Regions from separate parts of the Astyanax mexicanus genome. Here region 1 is linked to region 2. A link is a contact called in public Hi-C data. All regions are on one chromosome and are shown on one strand. The core of a region is the stretch at or near the end of the contact, and the rest is flanking DNA. Distances in the headings are between cores, read along the strand shown. Region 1 overlaps adam10a (ADAM metallopeptidase domain 10a). Region 2 holds the start of adam10a (ADAM metallopeptidase domain 10a).

What was found. Hi-C and Micro-C count contacts between places; a contact is called where the count stands out from the background.
Region 1: a contact with region 2 is called in a Hi-C map of muscle, with 13 times the contacts expected there. The contact joins the enhancer-like site here to the promoter of adam10a in region 2. A contact is called at or near these places in 3 of 3 Hi-C or Micro-C datasets (blood and muscle).

The regions. Positions count from the first base shown.
Region 1 is chr23:31,318,075-31,320,774 of AstMex3_surface, reverse strand. The region is part of intron 4 of adam10a (ADAM metallopeptidase domain 10a); the gene reads right to left. Among protein-coding and RNA genes, the nearest start is that of LOC111190381, 42 kb to the left of the region's middle. Within about 2 kb of position 1,379, the one cell type or tissue checked has an H3K27ac peak away from gene starts, as active enhancers do.
Region 2 is chr23:31,191,423-31,194,122 of AstMex3_surface, reverse strand. adam10a (ADAM metallopeptidase domain 10a) reads right to left here and starts at 1,390. Exons shown (of 16, transcript XM_049471154.1): 1 at 1,251-1,390. The coding sequence starts at 1,317.

The DNA of each region.
Region 1 (2,700 bases), core at 130-2,629, 130 kb before region 2:
TGCTTGCCTAACTTAGTGTAATCAACATATAATATGAAAATGGTTCATCTCACATATTTGCAACCACCCCCTGCAAAAACTAAAACTAAAACAAAATTGCAGTGATATATTTCAATGTTATGTAAAACTATTGTTTTATATGTTGGTCTTTCAAAACTAATAAAGTAGTGAAACACTAAAAAAAGTTTGAACATGTATTGTTTAATGAAAAATAAGTGAATTATCCTAATTGAATCATTACTTATTAGAGGTAAGAAACGTCATTGCACTAAAAATATTGATAGAATAATTAGTAAAGGAGTAAAAAATATTTACCCTGCTTGTAAGGACTTTTTTGTGTTTTAGATATCTTTTAAATAATTAAACATGCACCAGGTCAAAATGACCCTGGAACACCATTACTTTTCCTGACAAATGAACATAACAGGAGAGTTAAAAGAACACAAAATACGACCACATCCAGAATGACAAAATCAAGTGTGTGTAAAAGTGCATGTGTGTGTGTGTGTTAGTCCTCTACTATTCACTCTGAATTTCCTACAGAGCTGAAAGCTGAACTTTTGTCCTGAAATGTAGAAAAGCAAACACACCCACACCGTTATCTCCAACACTCCCTCTGCCTGCCATGTGTGTGTGTGTGTGTGTGTGTGTGTGAATGAATGCGTGTGTGTGGGATTGTGTGTTAATCATTTCCGTACAGATCTGCAGTTGACCGTGTGTATGACCGGTCTCCGGATAACCCCCTCTTCCTCTACCCTGACTGTGCCCTCATACCCACCCTGTCCTCACACGGGTCAGTACCAGCCGTCCTACTTCCCCTATTCCCTCCCACACACCACACACCGACCCTACACTATCCCACACACCATTTACACAGTAATTAGTATGATATTGTAACAATTAAGGTTCTTCTTTACATATTTAAAGCTGATGTCCGTAAGTTTTTATTTAGGGCCCACTCTGGTGAGAATGGGTAATTGCACAGAGCATGTGGAAGAATCATTTTAAACTGGGCGGGTGTGATGCGGTCTCCTTTCAGAGCGGATGAATCCGATTCCAGGTTATGTTCAGTCAGAGAGAGAGAGAGAGAGAGCGCTCAATCAGAAACTTCACTTTAACTACACACTGTTTTTACTATGAGTGAATGAGCTACTGAGCTCCGAGTTTCCTCTTCTGAAGTCTCCATTGCTCCACCAGCCGCACATGTGACGTAAGTACGCAAAGACACGTGATGTAGCCAGAGGAACTCCCGTGAAAAGCGACCCGACACCCCAGTTTTGAGAATGAATATATTATTAGGCTTAGCAGGGATGGTTGGTCCAGCACACTTGTACCATTAAACACAATATTTTGTCCCTTCTCCACTCAGAAATGCTTCTGTTTTTAGTTTAAAAACTAAGTTAATTAATTAATTAATATAAAATAATTCTAACTACCACTTTAAAGAATCAAACAAATGTAAGCACAACACGCTTTATAGCCAAATGCATTGAGGCACCTGCTCATGCACTTAGTTTCTTCTGAAATCAAGGTTTATCCTGATTTTGATAGATTAACTTTGATATCTTTACTGTCCAGAGAAAACTTTGTAACAGATTTTGAACTATTGCTGTGAGGGTCTGGTTGCATTCAAAAACCAAATAGATCTTTAGTCGGGTCAGAATGTTGGCTACTGATTACCAACCAACCACAACACCCCAACTCATCCCATCCAAAAGTATGGAGCTCCATCAGTCCAGAGAACACAGTTCCACTGCTCCACAGCTCAATACTGGGGGCTTTCTACCCCCGACATTAGTCAATTAAGAACCAAAAGGTCCATGTTTGTATTAAATTGTATATTCAGTACTTATCTACAGTGTTTAGATGAGCTGGTCATTTGTGTGTGCAATTGCACATGTGTGTCAGCAATGGGTGCAACTTAAAGTACCTGAATGCATTCATTAAAAGGGACGTCCACAAACATTTGGATATATACTATAGCTCAATTCTATTGTATCAAGTCAATTCCACTTCTACTTCTCTCTCTGCTTTATTAACTAGGTGGAGAGTGTGTGTGTGTGAGTGTGTGTGTGAGTGTGTGTGTGTGTGTGTGTGTGGTTGAGTAAGAGAGAGAAATTGCTTTTAGTGCTCTTCTCACTGCTATTTAAAAGAGCACAAGGGCTTTTACAGCTTCAAAGCAATTCTCTCACACCATTTCTCACTCAGAAGCTAAACTGTTGATTATGATGACAATACAGTGCACTATTAGAGGAATAATAACTCCAGTTTCCTGCCTGACTTCCACAAATGTGTAGCTAGAGACTGAAAATCAGCTCAGAGCTTATAATGAGTCTCAGCCACATCATATAAAACATAGTAGATCAGAATCAGGCACTGAGGTTTTGAATGCCACAGACAAATGAATCAAAATCATCTACAATTAATCATTTTCTTATTATATTACAGCTACAATGTCATTTCAAGCTCCTCAGGTCCAGTGAATAACCTGAAATGGTACAAAATGAGCGTACAGTGAGTGTATCGTATCGTAGGTGCACCATATTATAATTTGTATTATGCGACACTAGTAAGGAAAAGAGGTGTAGCCATGTTTTCCTTCTAATTCAGCAGGTCTCGCCGCTGGGTGGTGGTGGGGGGGTTCAGTAAAGTTAAGCTATGTAAACAAAACTGTAATTCTTAAAAAAAAAACATTTTCAG
Region 2 (2,700 bases), core at 141-2,640:
AAAACCCTAAATTATCACAGTATCCTCTCTTATAGGCTGCGTTGCTGACAATTTTGTGCAAAATGATAGAGAAACAGTGTTTTCAAAGTCTTGTCAACAGGACTAACTTTACTGTGCTCTCTATGCAATAAAACACGCTGGTTTTCAGTGGTTCTCTAGTGATATTAACAGCAATATAAATAGAAAATGATAACAAAACCTAGTTTATTGCGCTACTGATAACATATCATCATACTGCCCAGCCCTACCACAGAATACACACCACAGAATTTGGCTTTCACTTTATTTTAAGACGTTTTAACCTACTTTAAGTCACTCATGTTAAAGGAAACACGTTCAGAAACATTGAGGTTAGATGTCTAACGTGTCACTAAATCCTTGTTAGAAAGTTTGAGGCTAATTTGCTAAGAAAAAAAGTGTTTAATGACTAAATGTGGCATTAAGCTAGCGTAAACTCTACATACTATTCTCCTCATTTTTACACAAATTACAAACATAAAACCCCAAATAATCACAGTATCCTCTCTCATAGGCTGCGTTGTTGACAATTTTGTGCAAATTGATAAAGAAACAGGGTTTTCAAAATGTTAGCAACAGGACTAACTTAACTGTGCTCTCTATACAATAAAACATGCTGGTTTTCAGTGGTTCTCTAGCGATATACATAGAAAATTATATCAAAACCTAGTTTATCACAATACTGATAACATTCATCATACTGCCCAGCCCTACCACAGAATACACACCACAGAATTTGGCTTTCACTTTATTTTAAGACGTTTTAATCCACTTTAAGTCACTCCTGTTAAAGGAAACACGTTCAGAAACATTGAAGTTAGATGTCAAACTTGTCAGTTAGAGAGTTTGTGGCTGATTTGCTAAGAACATAAAGCGTTTAATAACATACTGTGTCAAAAAGCTGGATATAAACTGAGTTAGGAGTTAGGCGGGTTTAGTTGACAGCTACAACAAAACAACAGATTATTCTCCTTTTTTTACCGAAATTACAAACATAAAACACCAAATTAGCACCGTACCCTCTCCTGTAGGCTGTGTAAAGTGTGTTTTTGTGTAAATTTGTAAATAAGCCGCGCTGTTTTGGAGGAAAGCTGAGATGTAAATGCACTTCCGCAGCAGCAGCGCTCAGAAACAGAAAGTCAGCCGGAGTCCGCGGCTGATTAACCGCAGAATATTAATCCGAATAGTCGGAATAACGCGAATAATCGCGGGTAAATGAAGACGGGACTCACCTGTGGTGTGTGTTAGGTAGTAGAGCAGCAGAAATAGTTTAATGAAGGCTGTGTGAGTTAAATCCATAGCGCTACTTCATCCGCCTCCCTCTCTCTCACCCAGTCACTCTCTGCTCAAGCCTTTACGGCAGCTGCTGCTGCTCTGCGGCACCAGATCCCGTCTCCAAGGGAGTGACGTAAAACGAGCTAACGTCAGAAAAGGGAGGGGTAGCCCCGCCCACTTCACACTAACAACACATTTACAGCTCTGGAAATAATAAGAGACCACTTAAAAAATTAAAATTACCAAATTAAAAACCTCTGAAATATAGTTAAGAGCAAGATGGATGATCACAACACAGCCATCAAACCAAACTGAACTGCTTGAATTTTTGCACCAGGAGCAAAGGCATGAAGTTATCCAAAAGCAGTGTGTAAGACTGGTGGAGGAGAACATGATGCCAAGATGTATGAAAACGGATTAAAAACCAGAGTTATTCGACCAAATATTGATTTCTGAACTCTTAAAACCTTTTAAATATAAACTTGTTTTCTTTGCATTATTTAAGGACTGAAAGCTCTACATCTTTTTTATGCCATTTCTTATTTTCTTATTTTCTATTTGGAAGATATTTTTTTTTTATTTGGGAGAAATGTTGTCCGTAGTTTATCGAATTAAACAACAATGTTTATTTTACTTAAACCTATACCTATAAATAGCAAAATCAGGGAAACTGATTCAGAAACTGAAAAAGCCTCTTCAGAGCTTTCCAAGTATCCTGAAGCTACAGCTCATCCCAAATCACCTCAAACCACCATCTCAGTTTATCAGGTTTAGATCAGGGGATTGTGGAAGGCAAACCGTTTTATACTGTTTACTACTTTATTCCATGAGTAAAATAAAAGGTAGGGTCACATGTAAGGTGACACTATGAAGTGGTGGTTGTTTTTAAAAAAAAAGTAATGCCTACAAAACTCTCAAAAATCTCATATACATAATAAACATAATCTGTGACCACAATTTTATGAATGAAACCATGACATTATATTTCTGGTTAAATTACATATTTTGTTGATTTTTCTTAATGTAAAACAAACTTAATTTAATACACAATTGATGCTAATTTGCTAAAGATTGCAGATTTTAAATAAATAAATTGTAGCATGATGTGGTTGTCAGTTAAGGCATGGCCAGAATTAATATTTTATTTGATCTCATGGTCAAAACAAAATTAATCTGTGGACACAATTACATAAATAAACCTTCAAATACAAATGTTACTTGCAGGATTTCTGGTCAAATTGCAGGTTTTGTTGATTTGTCTGAATGTAAGAAACTCTTTATGTTTAATTATGCTTAATATATTTTAAATGTACATATTTGAAAGAAATAAAATATACATGTACAAATGTACAGAGCCCCTAAAGTGACATGGCTACTTATACCTACTAAAAACATAAGGACTGAATT